Regions from separate parts of the Danio rerio genome. Here region 2 is linked to region 1. A link is a contact called in public Micro-C data. All regions are on one chromosome and are shown on one strand. The core of a region is the stretch at or near the end of the contact, and the rest is flanking DNA. Distances in the headings are between cores, read along the strand shown.

The links. A called contact is a pair of places that touch in the nucleus more often than the background predicts.
Region 2: a contact with region 1 is called in a Micro-C map of caudal fin, with 5 times the contacts expected there. The contact joins two enhancer-like sites. A contact is called at or near these places in 2 of 18 Hi-C or Micro-C datasets (caudal fin and an unstated tissue).

The regions. Positions count from the first base shown.
Region 1 is chr6:35,671,088-35,676,255 of GRCz12tu, reverse strand. It overlaps a transcript of pik3r3b not described here. Among named protein-coding and RNA genes, the nearest start is that of tspan1, 23 kb to the right of the region's middle. Within about 2 kb of position 2,600, at least 5 of the 62 cell types and tissues checked have an H3K27ac peak or open chromatin away from gene starts, as enhancers often do. A contact at or near this core is called in caudal fin, where this site is marked.
Region 2 is chr6:35,866,210-35,871,377 of GRCz12tu, reverse strand. It overlaps a transcript of pik3r3b not described here. Among named protein-coding and RNA genes, the nearest start is that of pik3r3b, 190 kb to the left of the region's middle. Within about 2 kb of position 2,252, at least 2 of the 62 cell types and tissues checked have an H3K27ac peak or open chromatin away from gene starts, as enhancers often do. A contact at or near this core is called in caudal fin, where this site is marked.

The DNA.
Region 1 (5,168 bases), core at 1,351-3,850:
TTCTTCAGAAAAACAGAAAAAGGGTAAAGACCTTTATTTACCTTGAGCTTGAAAGCTTTTTTAAATACCTCAGATTAGAGTTGTAAACACCTGCCTTGAGGATGAGTGAAACTAACCCTTTAAGACAATGAATTACATTTTTACTTGTTTTACTTTATTTGTCAGAAAAAAAAGAGATGGATAATGTATAATTGCTGTAAATGTAAAATATTTAGAAAAATTAGAAGAAACTTGCTATTAAAAAGAATTTTATTTCAAATCTTGTCACTTTTCTATACGATTAGGAACTCATTCATTCATTCGTTTTCTTTTCAGCTTAGTCCCTTTATTAATCAGGGTTCGCCACAGCGGAATAAACTGCCAACTTATCCAGCATATGTTTTGTATGCAGTGAATGCCCTTCCAGCTGCAACCCATCAATGGGAAACACCCATGCACTCATTCACACACATACACTATGTACAATTTAGCTTACCCAATTCGCCTACTGTATAGCGCATGTCTTTGGACTTGTGAGGGAAACCGGAGCCCCCGGAGGAAACCCACACCAACATGGGGAGAACATGCAAACTCCACACAGAAATGCCAACTGATCCAGCCGAGGCTTGAACCAGTGACCTTCTTGCTGTGAGGCAACAGTGATACCCACTGTGCCAGCGCTGCTCTTTTACAAACTCAAGGTCTGTAAAATATGATTTCGGTTTTACAGAGAGAACTGAAACTTGTAGTGTTTTTAATAGTAGTGTTTTTAATTTTAGTGTTTGTAGTGTTTTTAATATGCTTAAAAACACCTTACAATCTTAGGTTACTCATTGATTACCTTTTCCTGTGTCTAATTTATTTATTTATAGGATTTATGCCCAAATTCCAGTTTATTATTCAGTGTGGTCTTTGCATGCTTAATTTAATGTTACATTTGTATTTCAAGTTTATAATTTTCCTGTAAAATCTGCTTTTGTGTTGGTTTATTAAGTACTAAAGTTCAGATTCACCTGCAGAGCCCTAACGACATTTCCACAAGACGTTTTCCAAAAGCTGCGTTTATCAATATTCTACTTACAATATGCACCATACAGCAGTATGTTAACACACACAACACTTATAAATTCATTAATTCATTTTCTTGTCGGCTTAATCCCTTTATTAATCGGCCGCTACAGCGGAATGAACCACCAACTTATCAATCATATATTTTAACCAACTGCAACCGATCACACATAGTACAGTACGGACAATTTTTAGCTTATCCAATTTACCTGTACCGCATGTCTTTGGACTGTGGGAGAAGCCAGAGCACCTGGAGGAAACCCACATGAACATGGGAAGAACATACAAACTCCACACAGAAATGCCAACTGACCCTGCCAAGGCTCAAACCAGTGACCTTCTTGCTGTGAGGCGATCGTGCTACCCACTGCGCCACCTAAAGTTAATAACATTTTTAAGTTACATCTGATCATTTTTTCTTCCATTCAGTTGATGAAGAGTATAACAAGTGAGAAATGTCATTATTTATGGATCATTTTGATCAGTGAACTAACAGACAAGCAGTGAAATAACCATCCGTGAACAAACTCAGATTGGTCTTATGAACTTGTTTACTAGACAAATAAATAAAAATTAGATAAAAACAAATAAAAAATAAATAAATAAATAAATAAAAATTACTCAAGGGTTTCGCCCGGGTGCTCCCCACAGTCCAAAGACATGCACTATACTGTAGGTGAATTGAATCAACTAAATTGACCCTAGTGTATGTGTGTGAATGTGAGTGTGTATGTGGCAGGAAGGGCATCCGCTGTGTGAAACATATGCTGGATAAGTTGCCGGTTCATTCCACTGTGGTGACCCCTGATGAATAAAGAGACTAAGCTGAAGGAATGAAAAACAACACAAAATCACATGACTACTAGATTGAATGAGCTACATCCTATGCTGTTTTTTTTTTTTTTTTGTGGCCATTTTGGAGTAGACAGTCCCAGTCCTTCACTTTAATTAAACTACGAAGACTGACCAGGGGATACTTCACTACCATTTTGTAGAAGAAATACAGTCATACACATCTGAACAAGTCACATCCACCACTTTTGTGAGACTTGAGGAGCGTTTTTTTTTTTTTTTTTTAATAATTTCTAAGCTTGACAGCCCCAGTTCTCCTTTCATTTTATTACAATGGAAAGACTAGCCATTGAACTCTTTTCACTAGCTCTCCTTTTGTATTAAAGAAATGAATTCAAATAAAACAATTTGAAACAACGTGGGTGAATAATGACAGAACTGACATACTTATGGAAACTCTTCTGTTCTGTTCCATCTGTCCTCTAAGCACACGTCATGATGCCATCTTTGTTTATATGCGTGTTTGAAAGTGTGTGCTGGCATGTGATTCCATCTACATGCATGTGTGTGTGTGGTTGGGATACAGGCAGAGGGATGATACCGTCTCTCAGGCTCACTGTGCTGGTTCAGTGAGCATGGAACTGACCCACATTCACCACCATCACATTAGCTCTTCCTGCCTGTCCCTCACATAGACATTGCGTAACACTGCGGCTCTTCTCTGCACTCGAATGTTCCACTTTCGCTAGATTCCGTAAAGAAAACATATGCCTGAAATGCATGCAAATACATAGGCATGCCTGTGGGTGAGCTGGACTCATTGTTCTGCATAAGGAAAAAGTGTCACAGCATCAAAAATCCCCACCTGCGTTTTGACAACATATGTACCTTCTGCCTTAAGCAGCAAATTATATTTTGTTTGACACTTTCTGCAAGACTCAATGTATTTTATCCACTGACCACTGATCTTCATTGTGATGAGATAATAAACATCATATGCCTTTTGAGAACCTCTCAATCAAAAAAATATAAATTATGTTATGTCGCAGGGGGGACAATGAAATCTTGGTTTTAAAGGGTGCAGGAAAAAAGTCTTTTTATAAACGCAGCCTCCAGGAATAGCAGTTTCTTATTTCTCATACATTATTTCCTTTTAACTAGAACAAAATAGGATGAGTGAAACTATACATCTTCTAAGTGTGTGTTCTCTTTAAACAACCTCCTATTGTGCTGCGAGTTTGCACAAGGAAAATATTTATATATGTATTTTTGCTGATGTTCATACAAGAAACACTGCCACTCAGTGGACAAAATGACACACACAGGCATTTCCACTACTGTTCTTTTGTTCCCTTTAGATGGTTTCTTTCTTTCTTTTCCTTCTGTTTATTTGTTATTTTTTCCAACAGTCTGTCTGCTTTTATCCATCCATCATCCATCCATCCATCGTTTATTTTATCCATTCTTCATTCCTTTGACCATTGCTCTGTCTGTCTGTCTGTCTATCTATCAATCTATTGTAATCAATATCTATCCGTCTGTTTATCCATCCATCCATCTGTCCATCCATCCATCTATCTGTCTATCGACCTATTGATAGTTTGTTTGATTCTTTATTCCTTTTTTTACATTGGTCCATCCATCCATCCATGACCATTCATCCATCCATTTGTCCAGGTTTGTTTTATTCATCCTTCAATCCTCTGTTAATTATTCTTTCAGTTTTTCTATCTATCAATATGTTTGTCTGTCCACCTGTCCATTGATCCATCCATCCAACCTTTGTTTGTTTTGTCCATCCTTCATTCCTTAGTTTATTGGTCTGTCAGTCTGTCTGTCTATCTATAAATCTGTCTATTAAACCATCCATCTGACCATCTATCATTCAGTCCTTTGTTCATTTAGTGTATATACAGAACTTCTTAAGTTGAATTTAATACCTTTTAGTACCTTTTTTAATACCTTCAAAAAATGTTTATTACCAGCACGACTTGCACGAGATGCAACTGTGGTGGCATAAATGTAATATATTTCCAAATAGAATAACATATTGCAGATAACATACATTTAAGTAAAGCAGAGGGATTAATCAGGGTGTCACAGTGGGCCTTTGTCCATAGTTTTTAATCAATGTCATATACGTCAATAGTCGCTCTTCCAAGAACAGTTCGGTATGGTTACGGTTGTTTCTCCACTGATTACAATTGCAAACCTTTCTCTGCCCGGAATTCCTGGCACAGTTAGACAACCGTGCAGAACTGTGCTGACAAATTCCGTGTGTCAGGGCTCGAAATTAACTTTTTTACTTGGTAGCACCAGTATTCCCAACTTAAAATATTTAGGAGCACCAGAAAAAAAATGTAGGAGCACCCACCAAAAATGAATGAGCACCACTGCAAATTGTATATAAAGGGATTTATTGTATTTGAAAATAACATCAACTAGGACTAACAAAAACCAGAAACAACCATCTAATTCTGTGATGACTTATTAATATTTTTGCAATAACTTCACAACAAATGTCTAATAATTATAAAATATTAATGATAAAGATGATGACAATCATACTAACAAGGAATTACATTTCTCATTATTCGGCTGCTTTGAATGTGCTTAAATGTGAGTTATCTGCTATAAAAAGTCAAGACTATTACATTATGAAAAATAAATTTATGGTTTGCATCAAACAAAAATGAAGCATTGCAGTAAGAAATGTTTAATTTGCATTATTGTTTTTATATCCATGTCAATTTACTAAACGTGTCAGCTACAAAACAAACAAAACAGTATAATAAATCATTTAATTCAAGGCTGAAAGCTGCAAAGCAGTAATCAGTGATTAAATAGAAAAATAATTTACACCTCAAGAAAGAATGGACACAAGAGGAAAAAGAAAAGTCTCACATTTGCCACTCTTTAAAGATTTTGGTTTGGGTTTGTGTCGTTTTAAATGGTCAGTCTCGTAATGCGCTCATTTACAGGTTTCTGTGTTTGTGGGAAAAAAGCAAGCGAGTCAGCCGACCAGGGCAGAGCAGGATTCTCGCGATGACCACCAGTGCAATACCGCTTTTTTTATGATTCAGTTTAAACTTCATAAAGGGGAGCTTGTTTGGCGATGATGCAGACATCCCAAGTCTCCCAGAAGTTGCAGGAGTATCCCGCAAATGCATAGAGACTCCCGGATGCCCGCAAATGAATGTAAATCCACTGGAAATCGCGCGTCTCCCGCCCGGTCCTTAAAAATGTCACAGACACCCCTCTCCACCGCATCCCTCCCAGCTCTTCAGGTATGCAACTCACCCCCACCTCTCTTCAGATATGTCATACGC
Region 2 (5,168 bases), core at 1,003-3,502, 200 kb before region 1:
GTTTTCTGAATGTTACACTTTTGATTTGATAAACTGACCACTTTGTTTGATCAACCTGTACTTTGCATATTTGTCTCCTAGGACTTTATTTTGTTATATTAGACTTCTTTTATGTTTGTGAACCTAATGATGTCTCTACGTGATTACTTATTACTATTTCTTTAATGTCTGTTCGTACTATCTCCTTTTGCTACATTCTTTGTAAAGTGTCCTTGAGCTCTGAAAAATAACAGATTTTTTGCAAGTCATTACGACATGTACAGGTATGTTGTGTTATGAATATATACAAAATTTTTATAATTTCAGTCCATTGCACAGGCCTATTTCAATGGATATATTTAGTGGCTGAGTGAAGTAAGTGGCATAGTGAATGCTTTCACAGCAGACACAGAAAGCACTGTGGTATGAAACCCATTCATTTCATTGCATCAAGCAAAGCTGGTTTGTTTGTTTTTTTGCAGACCAATGCGAAAGAGAAGCAGAGAATTGCGCACCATGGTCAAAATATTCCTGCTGGCAAAATCACTACTGTGCTGTCATTGCAATGCTGGTAAAATGATGCCTTTCAGTATCAATAAAATGTGTTTTTGTGAGTTCATTTTAAAAAGTCAAAAACTTACATTATTTAATAAAATAATAAATAATGATTACAAAGCATTTTTTGTTTCGGTTTCATCACATAATTTTCATTTCAATGCATCCCAAATAAATTTCCCCAAAACTGGGTTGACACAACTCATCAAGTTACAAAAGCTTTACAACACAAAAACAAATGTTTTTGAGCACCATTTAAAAGCATAATACAAAACATAAAACAAAATGTCATAATAAGTATGCTTTGAGAAATACATTAAACATTAAACCAAAAAAAACATTTTAACATTTCAAAAGATTACCCTAAAATGAACTACTGCAATCATTCAATAATTACTCATTAACTGTTAATAATTACTTACTTTCTAATATGTCACCTTGAAACTATAAGGTATTATCTGCGTTCTGAAAGATTTTGAAATATTGAGCTTCAAAGTTTTTGCATTCCATATAGAAAACAGTGTGTGTGATATTTTTTAAAATTAAAAGTCTTAAAATGTAAACAACTTATAAAAAAAACATCCCATAATGTAAATAAGTTGTCAGTTAATAAGAATATGTCAATAACTCAATTCTGACAAAAATCTCAGATAGAGCCTTATAATTCTAAGGTGACAAATTGTTCCAAACCTGCTGGAGTTTAATTCCTCTGCTTAACACAAAAGAAGATATTTAAAAGAATGTAAGAAACCGGAACTCACTGAGTTCCGTAGGTTTTTCTACTATGAATGACAGTGACTACTAATGGCTTTCAGTTTTCTGTTTTTTAGATATTTCTTTAAAATATCTTCTTTTGTGATTAGAAATCACACAAGGGAGAGTAAATTATGAGTAAATGTTTATTTTAGGTTGAACTATCCTTTTAAAAAGCGAATGAGTTTTAATAAGAATAATTCTTTCCGGTGAAATCAATTATTTTTTTTTTTATACAAACGTTATTTCAAAAGACCTTCAAAAAAGGGCAACATAAACAAAATGTGGCACGGCTGGTAAAGGATCTCCAGGAGAAATACATCACCAGTTAATATCTATTGTTGATCCCATTAGAGGCATTTATGAGAGTAAAGCACAAGACTAATGTTAAAATGTGAGGGTGTCGCTGTCAGCCTACAAAGCTTTCTGTGTGCCTGTTCCAGCGGCTCCCTGAGAACACAGCCTATCAGATCTTATCCATTTTCTATTAAGAGGACAGAAAGCAATTTCTAGGGTTTTCATTGCCCTGTGTGTGTATGTGTGTGCGTGCGCACGAGTGTGGTTGTGTGTGTGCACACGTTTTAACGAGCTGTGGTCAGGATGACAGGAAATTACTGAATGGATCAGCACTTCTGCACAAAGCCATTAAGTGTCCAAAGTCGGGGGTCAGCCAGCTGAAAATGTAGGAAACAACACGTCCCTATAACAAAAACATTTTCTTCAATTGCCCATAAATTAAAATAAGTCCCCTTATTAATTTTTGGACTTACCGAAGCATATTCAGAACATTGTCAGCATAATTTACTCATTTTCTGCACACATTATCTATTAAAACAATTGTTTTTAATTGGCTCCTTCCCTTTGAAGGTTGAATACAGTGACCCACTCTTGCATTGCAGTACTGTATATACAAATCTGATTCACATTCAGAGCAATATTTAGCTGTGACCACTGGGGGGTGACAGATTAGCCACAGCATCTCTGCGGTCCAGATATATGAGCCTTTGTGTGCTGAAGAAGGGACTACAGTGTGTGGGACAGAATCGTATGCTTTGAAAGGACAAATGAATGGTGAAAGATAGTAGTGGGATCTTACATAAGATGTTAGAGAATGTCTATGAATGTCAAACATTCACATCATGCAAAGGGCTGAATGTGAATTTTAAATGCAGTTTCAAGCAGTTTGGTTCACAATTTGGAAGGGGCAATTGTGTTGAGCAAACTGTTATTGTAAATTATTAAAATTGATAATAATGATTGATGATACTAATTATGATTATTATTATTATTATTATTATTATTTCATTATGATGTTTATGATTATTATTATCATTATTATTATTTATTTTTTATTATTATCATTATTATTATTATTATTATTATTTGATTATTATTATTATTAATCATTATTATCAATATCATTCTTAAGACTATTATTACTACTAGCCCAAAATTGGCTGCCTCTACATAATTTGGACACGTACAAGTGGTTGGTACAACTCCAGGACATTATAATGTTTGAATTATCCACAGCTTGAGTGAACTTGGTACAAATGAGTACATTAAAGATTTGGACTTCAGAAGCTGAAAAAATCTGCATGTTTATTGCAAAAAACAATGATCAGGATCCAGAATTATTGCCTTATTTTGTATAATTGATACTTGATACTGTACTTTGTTTTTGTTTTTTGTTTTTCTGTTATCATCTATTTATTGGATACCAGTTTTAAGAGACTGCAAGGGAGGAGGGTGGGGGAAATTTAATTGATATATTTCATTATTTTTTTTTTTTTTAGCCTGTGTGCTTTGCTAACAATAAAAATAGAAGAAAAAAATGAAAGAAAAAACAAACAAATTAAAAATAAAAATAAAAACTTTGAATAAAACATATGAATCTTTATTTCCTTGATATCCAGTATAAATGGTTAAAATAAATAAATGTTAAAATACCATTATTATTTTACTTTCCCAGAGATGGGTTGAGGCTGGAAGGGCATCCTGTGGCAACCCTGGATTATTAAAAAGACTAAGCCGAAAAGAAAATGAATGAATGGACTAATATTTTACCCTAAATATCCAGAACAGCTCTTTCACATTCTTTCAACATTTTTGACCACCATTTTAAAAATCCTTGGTCAAGATCAATGTGCAGCAAGCTAACACTCATTATCATTAAAGAGCTCCTGTTATGGGTTTTTGAAAATGACCTTCGATGCAGTGTGTAACAGCTCTAAGTGAAGTAAAATATCCAGCTAAGGCTTAAATCTGAAAGTGCGGCGTGTTGAAAACTATTGATTCATCTATAAAAGAGTCAACTAAAAGTGGTTTAAATAAATCGCCGCTCTAACGAGTCTTTAGCCGTGTCTGCGTGACGTTGATACAAAACTCAAGCCCTGCTTATTTATTGCACACGCGGACCGGGTAAAATTTAAATCTCCAACCCCACCCACAAACACTGTAGAAAGAAAAAGAGCAAGACAAACACTGTAGCAGATCCCGGGTGGATCAAGCCACAAAAACAAGGTGCTCAGAAGTGTGAGGGAAAGTTATTGTTATTTTCCCTACCCAAAGATGAGGCTGTGTAGAGTCAATGGTTGAAGTTTATTTCTGCAAAAATACCTCAGCATTATAGCCCCAGCCCTGTGCTGTGTTCCCGTCATTTTTCTGACGAGTGCTTTAGCAATCTACATGCTTACAATGGGAAATTCATTGGCTGTTTGTTAAAGGAAGGATCAGAAAAGAATATATTGCACTTTGTCAGAGCTTGACAGGGACTTTACAGTACATAGTTCATGGATCAGTTTCTTCCTCCATTTCACAAGTGTAAGTAAGTGCTATTAAAGTGGTTGCCTCCTTGTTTTCTCTAGCCTGCAATTTATGTATTTAATTGTGGTTTGTTACTTGTAACCGCTTGTACTGTACCTGGTTAACTCTTTATATTCTCCCTTTATATTTATATAGTTTTCCGGGAGAAATAACAAAACAGGAGGGTGGCGGGAGATTGGCCTGAAATACGGAAGACTCCTGGAAAAAACGGGAGTGTTGGCAGGTATGCTCACACATACAATCGGCACTCTGACTACCTCAAAATTGTTGATAAACTATGGTGGGCATTTCTGTCTCATGCTGAATGCAGTCGACCAATCACAACAGACTCGGGCATCAGACCAATAAGCGCAGATTAGCTAAGGAGTGGTTTGGGAACAAATGAATCGCTGAACGAATCATATGGGAGTCTCTGGGATAATTAGGTAAAAAAAAATGCATATTATAAGACCATGAAAGCGTTTTTTGACCTTGCATGCATATCTGACTATTGTTGGAGACCCCCAAAACCAAAATATGACCCTTTTTAATGCATAATAGAGGCTCTTTAAATTAATCCAAGTGGCACTCAATGTAGATGCAACCGATATCGACTCAGATATCGCCTGAACAAGCGCTTGAGATTATATCACGGCAGCGAACAGCCAGATTGAATTTCCAAATCAAATGGGATTTGTCGACAAATTCCACACAATGCAATCCACATAACACAACATGAAAACAAAGCTCCGGCTTAGTCCCTCTACATAACACTCTCTTCATCGCCTTCAAAGTGATGTCACGATAGTAAACTGAGCTTTACACATAAAACACAGTGATGAAAAACACACAATTCAAACAGAGAGAGTTGATGTCTCTCTCTCTCTCTCAAATAAAACTTGAGTATAAGGAGGAGGAGGAGGAGGAGCGGCGGTCAGACAGATGAAGGCTTGCAGCTAACAAAGTGATAAGGGATTAGTCTCTTGCTGTAAATCTCAGAATGTTTTTGAAGGATTTATCCACCCCTCTCACTCACAGCTATAGCCATCTCCTCCATTACAGTGTGAAATTGAAAC